Regions from separate parts of the Bicyclus anynana genome. Here region 1 is linked to region 2. A link is a contact called in public Hi-C data. All regions are on one chromosome and are shown on one strand. Each heading gives the region's core, a stretch centred on a gene start, on an enhancer-like site or on the middle of the called end of the contact. The rest is flanking DNA. Distances are from core to core; before and after follow the strand shown. Region 1 has its middle 21 kb from the start of LOC128198645. Region 2 holds the start of LOC112053606.

Region 1 (2,700 bases), core at 5-2,504, 120 kb before region 2:
TACATCCCTGCATCCGTACCACTTGGCTCGGCCAAGTGGTACGTCGATTCTCTTTTTACAAGCGCTAACACTTTAACAAGTAGAGAAATGTATGGGAATGGCAGATCCAATCGATAACTTGATCACGTGACCTGTCGATAACTAATGTCATTCCTGTACATTTTTTAAATTTTCGAAGCTGATTCATAAGGATTACAATACACAATTTTCCAAAAAAAAATTAATAAACGTGCCTAGCGGGCAGCCAGATAGTGTGACAGAGTATTCGATTTGTCGTGCGGTCGTATGGTGTAAACAGTCTAAGATCTACAAACCGATATTGGTCGGGCGGTGAAGTTTTGTTAATCCTGCTCGCGTTCACCTAATTTATACGCGTTGACTCCGACACGATCGGCTATTGCGTATGCGCCATCTACGAAACCGCGGCGCCACATCGACAGCTCACTTATTGCTTTGAAAACAGATCATCAGTATCAACCTATATTTTAATCACTGCTGAGCTCGAGTCTCCTCTCAGAATGAAATCAAAAATACTTGAACGTTGGTTACGAACGCCAAAGTTGAGTCAAACTATCGTTCGGATAGCCGTTTCAGTTAATAATGTTATTGCGAAAAGATGCAATCCTTGAGAAGCTTTTTCTTCAATGAATCAAGGGCCAATAAGAAGAAGAGAAGACTTTGGTATCGACTCGCATCTTTTTTAAAATTCTTTCACAATTTAGCCTTTGACTACAAACTTACCTAAGTGATAAGTGATGATGGAATCTAAGATGGAAGCTGGCTAAATTGTTAGGAAGAGGATGAAAATCCACACCCCTTTCTGTTTCTACACGACATCGTACCGGAACGCTAAATCACTTGGCGGTACATCTTTGCCGGTAGGGTGGTAACTAGCCAAGGCGTAAGCCTCCCACCAGCCAGTCCTGGATCACGTAAGGTCCAGCCGGGGATCGAACCCAGGACCTCCGTCTTGTAAATCCACCGCGCACACCACTGCGCCACGGAGGCCGCCAAAATGTCCGTATTACTAGTTTTTTTTTTAATAATCTAGAATATACATGTAGGTCAAACACAGATCATCCTTTTATAAAATCGGTTAGCAAGGACAAAAAAAATGCCGAACTGTATTGAAATGTCTGCGGTATTTTAATTTGTCCCGTCGTCTAGCGAAGCATTTCATCGAGCCAATAAAGCCGAACGTGAGCGAGCGAAGCGTGTTTACACGTAGTATCGCCCACTTCAAAGCGGGGACAAAATGTTCTATCGTTTGGACATATTGTATGACGGCCTGCGGTCAGGCGGAATGCTAAAGCTCGGCACACATAACTTGATCAAAGATATTTTAAAGCTGAAATTTATATCACAGGAACTTTACGATCTAGTTCCTCCGTCCCCATTCTACCACAGAAGACGAGACGCCGTGAAAAATGGCATCCCTTTGATGTCAACGTTCCTAATAAGAACTGCCAAAATATGGAATGCCCTTCCGGCGTCTGTGTTTCCTGACACGTATAATTTGTGCACCTTCAAGGCAAGAGTGGCTAGGCATCTTCTAGGCAAGCGCGCTTTATCTTAGACCTCATCATTGCTTTCCATCAGGCTTGATTGTGGTCAAGCGTAAGCCTATACTACATAAATATATATATATCAATTTCATGCCGGCTGAACGTTAAAAAGTAATTGTTCTATGTATAAAGCTAGCAGAACATCGTGGTTTCACCTACGTAGTTCCCATTCTTCTGTAAATCTATACTAATATTATGAAGCTGAAGAGTTTGTTTGTTAGCATGAACGCGCTTATCTCAGGAACTACTAAGATAAGATAAGATAGATTATTAGAAGGCTTACGGAAGTGGGAACCACGCCGGTGAAACCACGCGGCGTCAGCTGGTATGGATATAAAATATCGTATATACTATATACTTACTATGCTACTCCCTGATAATTTAGCTTTCTGCTGGTGAAAGGATTATTTAAATTGTCTAGTAGTTGTTCAGTATTTTCGTTACATACAATAGTATAAAAATACAAATTTTTCCTCTTTCTAATATATTGTGTAGTAATAAAAGTGTAGATTTAGTATTTTATACCCAACATCGTTTTTCGTACGTACCTCTACGTCTATGTGATTGCAAAATATTTCCTCGACGTAAAAATAAAATAATGCTCAGGTATTATTTTATTTTTAACCGACTTCAAAAAGGAGGAGGTTCTCAATTAAGTCGGTATTTTTTTTTTACATTTTAAGTAAGTAGATAATTCAATTATAACTTTCCTTATTGGTATTTACACGTCAACAAAGTTCACGTGTAAAGTCTTCGCTATAACTGGAATGCAAGCTTTAAGGGTTGATACTCTGATAGTGATCTGCGGTCGCGTTGTATGAATGAACCTTGGAGATCAGAGATAAGCTGTTAATAGGCGTTCATGTGACTTCAGCATAATCGCTTCGTAGGGAAACAAATATCAAAGGATTTTTTAGATAACTAACTATGAATACAAACTTAATAAAAATATAATAGGTAAAAACATACTACACGCTGCCTCGTTAACCCACTTGTTAGCCTGGTTTCGGTGATTTCACATCAAGAGGTCCTGGGTTCGAATCCTGGGTCGAGCTATGAGATACTGATTTTTTCTTTCTTCTATGGAATTCATTTTAAAATATCAGCCCGGAGTTGGAAAATATATGGAGTTGTG
Region 2 (2,784 bases), core at 233-2,732:
ATTTTTCAAAATTTTATTTTACGACTTTATTCACATTTTTAATTTACATATTCATGGTAATTTACAGCTTTCTATTAGGAGTAAAAGTCTCTGCGCTAAACCGTTGAAGGACGGACATGACAAAACTTTAAGGGATCCATGTGGATTACGGAACCCTAAGGAATACTTTTTGGGATATACTTTGAAGAGTGTGCACAGAAACTTTCCAATCTACTAAAATCCTCCATCTCCACAGAACAGGGAGATGCTGTGAAAAATGGCATCAACGTTTTGCATCAACTTTATAATAAAAACCGCCAAAATGTAAAATGCCGGCTACCGGTCTGAATGAAATGAAAATGAAAAGCTGGTAGTGGAACATAAAAGGCAGCAAAGCAATATTTTTTTAATACGTTAAGTACCTATTATTACAAAACAGAGTCTATTACTCGCAGTTAGCATCTTGATATTTTTAATTAGAACAATATAGATAACATCTATTGCAAATAAATAGTTTTTTATGCAATAACAAATTGCATAAAAATTTATTTTCTTGCTATTATACCTACTGCCAAATCTGTTACTGAAGAAGTTATCATTTTTTTCCAACTTTGGAATACCGTACGAATATTTCACTTACAGAAAAAACGCGCCAAAAAGAGTTTGCATTTAATTTGCTTAATAAATGAAAATGTTGTAGAGAAATTGGAAAGTTTTCCCACTTTTCCATAACTATTTACAATCAACTCAGAGTGCCTATGAATAGATTTATTTTTGTATTTATATTATTTTTTGCAATAGGAGTTGATGTAACAAACATAAGGGTTATCTGACGTTAAGTAAAAAACAATCGCATACACCTACCTGAACACTTATTCATCATAATCATCATCATATCAGCCAATGGACGTACTGCACGAAATAGGCCTTTTGTAGGGACTTCCAAACACCATGGTCCTGAGTCGCCTGCATCCAGCGACTTGCAATTTGCTTGATCTCATCAGTCCACTCGTTGAAGGATCAACCAACACTGCGCTTTCTAGTGTGGGGTCACCATTCCAGCACGTTGGGAACGTATCATTATAATAAAATCGTAAGAAAGTCACAACTAACCTATGTTTTGCATTGCCAATGATGCACTAATATGACGGTGGTACTAGCTTAAGCTCCTGCTCACAATCTCTGAAATATATTTAGTGTCATTGAGATCACACGTAAACAAAAATGACAAAATTTGAATTCCACGTGGACTGAGTTTCGATACGAGGAGTTGCCACCTAACTGTGCCTTAATCAACCAAAAAGTATGTTATCAAATGTTGCATTGCCTAATTGTCAGTTCGAAATACAAATTACTTAAATTTCGATTACTCACCGATCCGCCCTACGTCAATTATTGCTTTCTTATTGATAAGCCGTCAGTACAAAGCACAATGGGCAAGCACGCGCGATGCTTCGATTGCACCTACAGCCAGCTGGTAGAAAGTACACCAGTAGTGTTCGCTCGAGTTCAGTTGTTGACAGCACGCGGTAGATATCGTACGTATAGACGCAAATGTGACCGGCCGACACGGGGGAGATAGTTGCGTCGTGAAAGACAATAAAATAAATTAAAAAGAAAAATAAATAAACAATAAAATGGGTGCCTGTGTGAGGATTATTGTCCTGTTTCTTATGGTTTCTGCAGCGGTCGCCGTACCTGCGGGAAACTCGAAATGGATTCCAAAGATCGATGGTAAGTCATACTCACAACAATACTTTCTTTTAGACATATTTTGAAATTTTCTCTATTCTGCGATTTTTTCCATTGCACACAAAAGCCTACAAAAATGAACAAATTACTACATAAGAAGATTTATTTTTTAAGTTATATATTTCGATTTATGTCAGCTTAGACTATTCTATTGTTCCATAAAATATTTTAATAAAAATTTGTTCTGGATGGTAAAAAACATCTGTCATTTAACCTGACATAATACCAAAACCAATTAATAAAACCGGCTTTGTTAATAAAACATCAATTAATTAGCTATAACAGTGAACTATGAAAAGAAATTGCTGAACTAACAAAGACATCACTAATTAATAGAATGAATTGTTTATTATTAACGGCGAATTGCACACGCATTGCTGCAAATAAATGGTCCGTGTTGTGAACTTGAACTGATATGCAAAAAAGAAAGGAAAACTTGAGCGATGTTGCAAAAAAACTGTTGCAAGAGAATTCACCGCTAAAAATTGCGATAAGAGTTTTACGGATAATTTTACTGAATGCGATTGCTCGCCGCCGATTGACAATGACCTACTGGTGGCAACGACACGCTTTGATGCTTGTAAAAACTAAAACATCAAACATCGTTTCCTAATAGACAATTTAAATAAAGTTATCGTAAATAAATACGTAAACAGATAGCTGTAAGTACAATATTGCCAACAAATAATCATAAAAAATCGTCGAAATAAATAAAACCTACATTTTTTGATAATTGCAATCGAACGGTATCCTATGAGAAGAGAGAACAATCAATTAAGCATAACTCAATGTACAATAATTATTCTATTAATATACACGTAATATATACATTAAAGCGAAGAGTAATATGTTCAAATGTGACTATATTTAAAGGTAAACCCCGAACTACTAATGAAATAAATTGAATTTAATACGTTTAAATTTATACTCAACTATCAGAACCCAGCGGTTTCATCCGCGTAGTACCCATTCCCGTAAGATATGGGGATAAAATATAGCCTATGTTACTCGTTCTTAATGTATCTTTCCATTGGTGAAAGATTGTTTAGATCG

The links. Hi-C and Micro-C count contacts between places; a contact is called where the count stands out from the background.
Region 1: a contact with region 2 is called in a Hi-C map of whole body, with 5 times the contacts expected there. The contact joins the enhancer-like site here to the promoter of LOC112053606 in region 2. A contact is called at or near these places in 2 of 2 Hi-C or Micro-C datasets (whole body and whole larva).

Annotation. Positions count from the first base shown.
Region 1 is chr13:9,558,870-9,561,569 of ilBicAnyn1.1, reverse strand. No RefSeq gene overlaps it. Among protein-coding and RNA genes, the nearest start is that of LOC128198645, 21 kb to the right of the region's middle. Within about 2 kb of position 1,254, at least 4 of the 8 cell types and tissues checked have open chromatin away from gene starts, as enhancers often do.
Region 2 is chr13:9,437,304-9,440,087 of ilBicAnyn1.1, reverse strand. It overlaps LOC112053606, which reads left to right and starts at 1,482. Exons shown (of 2, transcript XM_052884972.1): 1 at 1,482-1,713. The coding sequence starts at 1,617.